Regions from separate parts of the Gossypium hirsutum genome. Here region 1 is linked to region 2. The links are chromatin contacts, called in public Hi-C maps. All regions are on one chromosome and are shown on one strand. Each heading gives the region's core, a stretch centred on a gene start, on an enhancer-like site or on the middle of the called end of the contact. The rest is flanking DNA. Distances are from core to core; before and after follow the strand shown. Region 1 holds the start of LOC107892253 (nuclear pore complex protein GP210). Region 2 holds the start of LOC107892259 (40S ribosomal protein S17).

What was found. A called contact is a pair of places that touch in the nucleus more often than the background predicts.
Region 1: a contact with region 2 is called in a Hi-C map of leaf, with 2.3 times the contacts expected there. The contact joins the promoter of LOC107892253 here to the promoter of LOC107892259 in region 2. A contact is called at or near these places in 9 of 34 Hi-C or Micro-C datasets (anther, callus, leaf and 1 more).

Annotation. Positions count from the first base shown.
Region 1 is chrD09:9,488,836-9,493,043 of Gossypium_hirsutum_v2.1, forward strand. It overlaps LOC107892253 (nuclear pore complex protein GP210), which reads left to right and starts at 1,289. Exons shown (of 36, transcript XM_016817277.2): 1 at 1,289-1,615; 2 at 1,702-1,967; 3 at 2,384-2,550; 4 at 2,637-2,853; 5 at 3,012-3,358; 6 at 3,612-3,791; 7 at 3,932-4,070; 8 at 4,154-4,208. The coding sequence starts at 1,434.
Region 2 is chrD09:9,306,164-9,310,536 of Gossypium_hirsutum_v2.1, forward strand. It overlaps LOC107892259 (40S ribosomal protein S17), which reads left to right and starts at 2,448. Exons shown (of 1, transcript XM_041101674.1): 1 at 2,448-3,313. The coding sequence starts at 2,692. The coding sequence ends at 3,117.

The sequences.
Region 1 (4,208 bases), core at 39-2,538, 180 kb after region 2:
TATTGATAATGCTATTTGTTATTATGTTGTGATTTTAATAATATTATGTTGCTCGCCATTGATTATTTTATTTAATTACTTAATATTTTACTATCAATTGTTTCACATTTTTTTTTTATTACTTTAAAATGTTATTTTATTATTTCAAATATTTTTTAAAATTAATAGACTTTTATTATAAATTAGATAAATTTTCATTTAATTACTAAATATATATTTTAAAAAATTTATAAAAACTATATTATTTAATAAAATTTAAAAATAAACATGTAAAATCACAAACAATTTACGCGACATGAAACTAGTATATATTATAGGAATGAGTATTTTGATAAATAAAAAATTAAAAAAAATTGAAAAGCGTTATCATGATTAAAATAATATTTTTAATTTAAGGGGGGGGTGGTTAAAAGTTGGATTCTCGAGCTTAAAAAGAAAAGGAAAAAGAAAAGCAAGATTCTTGTATAAAGTTTGTATAAACTTGGTTCACGTTACATGCAGATTTGTTAATCCTATTAAATTCTATGAAATGTGTATAAAAATGTAAACTACCATTTTAGAATACAATTGTTAGATTAAAATAATATATAATAAATAATAAAATAATTTTAACGTAAGTGATTAAAATGATCGAATTATGTAATGTGAGTATCTAAATTACAAATTTTTTATTTTTGAATATTTAAAATAAAAATTTCTAATAGTTAAATGATCATTTGTGCAATTTACTTTAATAATAACATGTAAAATATGTACAAAATTAAAATGTAAATATTATACTAAAATAAAATATGTATAATACAATTAAAATTTAAATATCATATTATATTAAAATAAAATTTTAATTTAATAATAAAATTAATATTTTATTGATTTAAATAACACCATCCATATAAATTTTTTATTGGATTTTTTAGCAACTCAGTCATAAGGAGCAAACAAAGATTTTAGTCACTTTTATACATTTGATTATTGGAAAACTGGGAATTCGGAAAACCGGGAATGGAGTGAACTGAAAATCACCCAGCACCCCTCAAATTGATCATCTAAAACATTGGTATGCGCAAAAAGGTAGCAATATTTTTCAACAGTCAAACCCTAAAGAAGCATGGACGGCGACTCCTTAGCAAAACGACTAGTAGATAAAAGCCACTTTTACAATTTAAACGACGAACAAACTGATACCAAGTCGTAAACCACGTGACAAGCAACATCCCTATTGGTACCAAAATATAAAACTACCTCCTTTTTTATTACCACCAATCATCTCCCGCCACGTACTCCCACCGCTCCCCCCTTCCTCTAAACCCCCTCTTAAACTTCTCTGCTGTTGCTGCTTAGGGCTTCCTCCTCCTCCTTCAAAAGAGCTCAACTGTCACTAAATCTTTTACTATGCGCAAGCTTCCCTAGCTCTGGCTTTAGCAAAAACGTCGATGTCAAAGATGATTCGCTTCATTTTTTGTCTTTTTTCCACTGTTTCGTTAACGGCGGTGATCGGAACGGCGTTGCATTCGAGCTCTGGTCCTCACATAGCTGACGTCAACATACTTTTACCTCCGAAAATGACGAACCCCGTCGAATATCGGCTTCAAGGAAGCGACGGTTGTTTCAAATGGTGCTTTCTCCGTACATTTGAAAACATTACGTATATTTCTACGAATTCGAAAACGTATGACTTTTTTTTTATCACGGTTTTTTCAGGTCGTGGGACCATCATGAGATTTTATCAGTTCTGCCGGAGTATAATGTGACCAATCATTGCTCGACAAGTGCACGGCTGAGATCGATTGCGCCGTACTCCGGTAGAAAAGAAACTGCGGTTTACGCTAGGGACGTGCACACTGGAACCGTGATCCGGTGCAAGGTTTTCATTGATAATTTTGATAGAATTCAAATATTTCATAATTCTATTAAGCTTGATCTTGATGGACTCGCTACTCTCCGAGTTCGTGCCTTTGATACTGAAGGTAATTTCAAAAATTAGGAACACACACACACACACACACACACACACACGAATAGACTAACATTCACTTCGTTTGATTATTGCTTTTCTTACTTAAAGAAAAGAATGATACCGAAGAATTAGTAATTTACAAAAAAAATTATTCGAATAACTATGTGCATGATTTTAGTTTTATATGGAAAGAGATCGTAATTTTTTGATTTTGGTCATTTGTTAGTTAATTATGATTTTTTTATTGCAACATTTTATTAAGTAAATTGTAACGAAGCATGTCAGCCAGTGGTGAAGACAACTAAGTTAGCATTATGTTACTTTTAGCTTATATCGAAGAACATTCACTCTTATTGTTTATTTTTTGGTTTTTGTGTGTGTATATATATTATGGTTTATTATCTTCACTTTTTACTTGTATTCCAGACAATGTGTTTTCATCATTGGTGGGTTTACAATTCATGTGGAAGCTGATGCCAAAAACTAGTGGGTTGAGTCATCACCTTGCCCATGTTCCTTTGAAGGATTCTCCCTTAAGTGACTGTGGTGGACTGTGTGGTGACTTAGATATCCAGATAAAACTTGAAGAAAAGGTAATTGTGTGGTACAGTTTCTGTAGTAATGAGTTGACTTGTAATCTTGCATTAAATCGAAACTTATTCTGTAATATATGCTGCAGGGTGTATTTTCAGATTTATTTGTTGTAAAAGGCATTCATATTGGCCATGAGAATGTTTCAGTACAATTGCTTGAGCCACCGTTAAAGGGCATGGGTGATAAGATTGTTCTAACTGTTGCAGAAGCTATGTCACTATATCCACCGTCACCTGTTTTCGTCCTCATTAAGGCTACTCTCCATTATAGTCTTAAGGTTATCCGTGAGAATGTTCCTCAAGGTTTTCTTTTCTGAATCCCTTCATTAACATGTTCTAGTAATTGAATTGATGGGTGTTTCTTTATGCTGTCAAGTCCATTTGGAGTAAACTGGCTATTTTTGTTGCATTGATTGATATTCTTAGGAAAAGACTAAGTATCTTTCAACTGGTATTTGCAGAGGTATCTCTTCCATCGCCGCATCATCGATGGTCTGTCACAAACAGTTCAGTTGCTGAAATGGACTCTACGATGGGTGTCATTCATGCGCTAACATTGGGTGAAACAACTGTCATTGTTGAAGATACTAGAGTCGATGGCCATAGTCAGATGTCATCTCTTAAGGTGGTCTTGCCAGATACCTTGTCTATGTACATATCACTATTTTCTGCTTCCGGTGATCCAATAGAAGGAATGGAACCCATTCCACCTATGGCACGTTGGTATGTTGTTTCTGGAAAACAATACCTCATTCAACTCAAGGTTTTTTCTCGGGGTCCATATGCACAGGAAATCTACATTACTGAGGTACCTTATGGGTTATTTCTGTTATCCATTGATATAGTTGAGCTATGTTAACATCAAGAACTTTTTGGTTTGATTCGCTTGATGGTTGGGTTCTTGTACTTTTTTTGACAATACTTAAAGGGTCAAAAATTTTTTAGGTTAAAGATTTTGTTGTCACTCGGTTGTTAGCTCACTTGTCTAATTTGATATGCTAATATGTTTCTTATTATTTTCTTGGTCATTTTCAAACCAGACTTTCTTTTTTCCATTGCAGAATGATGATATTGAGTTTTATGACAACCAATCTGGCTATTGGAAAATTGTCCCAGTGTTAGAGCCTATTGCATCTAGATACGGCTGGAGGAGTGCTAGAATTTTGGAAGCTACTTCAGAGGGACTGGGGAAACTGACAGCCTCTTTAGTTTACTATAATGGACATCATGATACCAAGGAGGTGAAATGTCATTTACTTACCTTTGTTCTTTTCTTCCTATGCTTTTAAGAGACAAGATTATAGAAGCATCATTATTTTTTTCCTTCTAATTTTATTGTTTGCAATTGATTACTTTTATCTCTCTTGGACTTGTCATTTAGGTTCTCAAGGTTATGCAAGAGGTTATTGTATGTGATCAAGTAAAGTTTAGCTTGGAAAAAGTAACTGGTGAATCTCAAATTATTCTCCTTCCTTGGGCACCTGCAGTACATCAGGAGATGGAGTTAAAGGCTGCTGGAGGTTGGTAGCATTTTACTCATTCAATTCATAAAATAAAATTTACAAGTTCTAACACCTATTTATGGGTTTCAATGCTATTGTAGGTTGTGCAAAAGACTCGAGTGACTATAAATGGTTTTCTTCGGACATTACTGTTAT
Region 2 (4,373 bases), core at 1,198-3,697:
ATAAATTATAATAAAAAAACTATAAGATTCTTTTATGAATATGTATATTATTTATATAATATATAGTATGGACACATAAATAAGTTATGTCTATACAGGCTTATTCTTGATATTTTTGGACCCTAGGCGAAACAATAAATTGTGAAAATTTAATACAATAAAATAAAAACATATACTAGTAACAAAAAAATGGGGCCCTTTTTCTTTTTTTTTTTTGCCTGCCTCTAATGAAGTATCCGTCGAAAAACTTAAAAGGTTGAAAATTTTATTCCATGTTAAAAGCTGGAATTTTTTTGGGCCCCTTTCAGCCTTGGCCTTGAGCGGCCACACACCCAAACTACCTCCAAGGCCGAGCCTGTGTCCATGCTTTTTGGCCATAATCTTTTAAAATAAATATATTATAATACTTTTACAACATGTGAATTATTTTTTATAATAATTTTTTTACCATAACTTTAGAAATCTTCTAAGATTCAAATAATATAATTTGTTGTTATAACTTTACAAAATACACGTTATTTTTATAATATAACTTTTTATGATTTATAATATAAGAATTTTTCCATAGCCATCCCAAGCTCTCATACATGTTCATACTTATAATATAATTTTAAAATTGGGTATTTGTATAATTACCTACGTAAATACTTCAATTGTCACCCTCCCCTTAAGAATTGAAATGTGTAATTGGGATGCTTTAATTATACCCAATTTGGTAGGACTCATCAATTATAGTGGTTATCCAAACATACCACTTTTGTGTAATTAGAAGTAATTATTAAGTGGATTTCTAAAAATTACCTTAAAAGGATATAAATATGCCAAAAAAAAAAACCCAAAGTCTACCATGCATTTAGTAAAAAAAAATGATAATAGAATATACAAAATGATAGTATAGAGGTCAAATTGATAAAAAAAAATTATATAAAGTATCAAAATGATAATTTAGTTATAATATAGAGGTCAAAAGAGATATTAAGCTTAAAAATGTTTTTATTTAAATTTAATTATAAAAATATATAATATTAATATATAAACAGTAAAAATAAATCAAATTTAAACTTAGGAAGTTTTTATTTTTATATATATATAAAGTGTAGATCTATGAACGAGTCCAATTACAATAATGAAATTTGGATTCAGCAGAAAAATAGAGCTAAATCACACATTTCTCCGTACAATTAGTTAACAAATTTTAATTAAATATTAATGAATTAATTGAACTAAACATCCTCAAATTATGACTGTTATTTTAAACTAGTCTTTAAATTTAAAATATTCTAATTACATCTCTGAATTATTGATGTTATATTAATTAGGTTCTTTCATTATTAAAATTGTTAATTAATAATTAAATGACATAACAAATCATATGCAGCTAAATTTAAAATGAATTTTTTTAGAAAAAAACATTGCCGCATAACTTTTAAAAGTAAAAACTAGAAATAAAGTAAAATTGAAAAAAGAGAAAGTGAATGACAAAGCCTTTGTAAAAGCTTCGAAAACCTCAAAACAAATATTTTTACAAGATCTATTTTTACAATATTCATTTTAAACTATGTCAAATACGATCTCACATATAGTTTAACAGCTAAATTAACAATTTTAGTAACAAAAAGATCTAATTGATATAATCTTAATAGGTTGGGATGTAATTAGAATGATTTGAAGTTTAGGGACCAATTTAAAATAAGGGTCATGGTTTGGGGATGCATAGTGCAATTAACTCAATAACCCCCCAGTAATACTCCAACTGCCTCCTAAAATTCCTAAACGAGTCATAAAGGGTATAACAAACATACCTTGCCTCCACATTGAATCAATAATGGGATCGGAGAGATCAAAAACAGCTAATTCATATAATGCATACGGCTCTGATTGTTGGTTGGGCCGGTTCAATGGCCCTATATGAATTAGCCGTTTTTGATCCCTTCGATCCCGTTCTTTATCCAATGTGGAGACAAGGTATGTTCGTTATACCCTTCATGACTCGTTTAGGAATAACCAATTCATGGGGCGATTGGAGTATTATAGGGGGGACTATAACAAATCCAGGTATATTAATAATAAGAATAATGGTAAATTACGCCCATGGTCATTCTAAAATAAGATCTGTCCTATTTTGACCACTCCATTTTTTTTCTCAATTTAGTCACTCTAAATAAGATAATTGTGTGAATTGTCACTACGGTTAAATTTTTTGTTTTTTTAAGGGATTGTTGATGTGGCATATTAGCACATTGAGTGACTAACACGTGATACTTTTTTGTTGACTTTTGACTAAAGTTGGGAAAAACTTTTAGACTAATTATAAAGAGATCCCTAAACTTTAGTCAAAAGTCAACAAAAAATACCACGTGTTAGTCACTCAATGTGCTAATGTCAACAATATGTTAGAAAACAGAAATTTTAACAAAGTGAACAATTTACACAAATTTTCTTGAGTAAATTAAAAAAAAATAGAATAATCAAAAGCCATATTTTAGAGTCACAATGAGTTCACCCTAAAAATGAAAAAGAAAATTCGTTGCACTTTTACCCTTTATAGAAAGGGCTCAAAAATTTCATCACCCATATATATGAACCCTACTTTCGCACTCTGAAAACCCTAGCCCTTCATTGCTCTTCCACCTCCGCAAATCCCCGCCCAACTCTCCCCCGCCGCCACCGCCGCCGCCGCAGATCCAAGCAATGGGCCGCGTCCGTACCAAAACAGTGAAGAAATCCTCCCGTCAGGTCATCGAGCGCTACTACTCTCGCATGACCCTCGATTTCCACACTAACAAGAAGATCATCGAAGAAGTTGCCATTATCCCATCCAAGAGGCTCCGCAACAAGATTGCCGGCTTCTCGACCCATTTGATGAAACGGATCCAGAGGGGTCCGGTTCGCGGCATTTCCTTGAAGCTCCAAGAGGAAGAGCGTGAGCGCCGCATGGATTTCGTCCCCGATGAATCGGCCATCAAGGTCGACCAAATCGAAGTTGATAAGGAAACTCTTGATATGCTTTCGGTTCTTGGGATGTCTGATATTCCGGGGATTGTTAAGGTTGATCCAGTCGCCGTTGTTCCTCAAATCGGGTTCGGCCGTGGTGGTGGACCCGGAAGGAGGTTTTAATTGGTTAGTGTCCGTCTATTTGATGGGTTCTTAATTTTAAGTTCATTATGTTTTATTTTTTGGGTAGTATTTAAATTTTGTGTTTCTTGTTGGAACAATATTAGTTTTTATGTTAAATGGTACTGGAATTTGTTGAGTTTGATGTGCGCTTTCTTTTTAAAAGCATTTGAAATGAGAATCTTTTTAGTTTCTGCGATTGTTGATTGCCATTTATTTTATTTTTTCTTTGAATTTCATTTTTGTATACTGAGGTATTATGTTGATTGATTGAAATGGTGAATTTGAGAATAACGCCCCATTTTCGATTCCAATTTTGGGATTTTATTCATTAGATGAAAGGTTGAGGTAAAGAATCCCAATTCTGGTTATTTTGTTTTCAATCACATGTTCATGTTCTGCAATTTTTAATGGCAATTGTGAGCAAGGAACTAAAAGATTGTATGGTTCAATTTTAAAGTTGTATTCTTTGTGCTGTGGGAAAGGCATCCATGGAAATGGTGGGTTTTTCATTAAGCCAACTTGCATAATCCTTGGGCTCATATCTTTCTTTTTATCTTTGTATTTCCTGATCATGGTTGGATTTGAACATGAATAAATACCGAAAAAACACAAACCAATTTGGTTTCTCACATCTGCTAGCAGATTTATCACTTATTTTAATTAGTGGTTGAGTTTGTAACATTGGAAGTTTTGAACTGGAATGTGTCTTTAGAAGTCGTTAATGAACTCAATTTTGTGTATACATCTATGATTATAATTCTTGGAAAGTTCACAACCTTATAATGCATTCATGTAACTGTTTGTAGATTAGCGGTAGAGCTTCGGCATTTTCTTCTTCCTTATTTCTTGTTTGTTCTCTCTCTGCAAATACTTGCATTTTATCTCTTGCGTTTCTTTAGAGTAGATCAGACAATGATAGATTAGCTTAGTCATCTAATGGAGGTTCCTGTGTTATTTCAACCCCTGGATTCTCTCTTTCTTTTCTCTTGCAGTTTGTGTTCGGATCATTTCGGGTTGTTTTAGTTTCAGATTAGTTTCGAGTTAAGGGTCATATGAGGTTAGGGTTATCTGAGTCTGATTCTTTTTGGGTTGGGAAGGTTAGGTGGTGAAGTTATTTCATTTCGTTCTAGGCAGTAGTTACATCTATGTTGCTTCAACTGTTAAAGTTGTGTATATCTTACCATGGGTATGAGAACTAATAGAAAAACTTGACAATTGTTAACTAAATGGGAGTTGGACACATACAATAAGGCCTG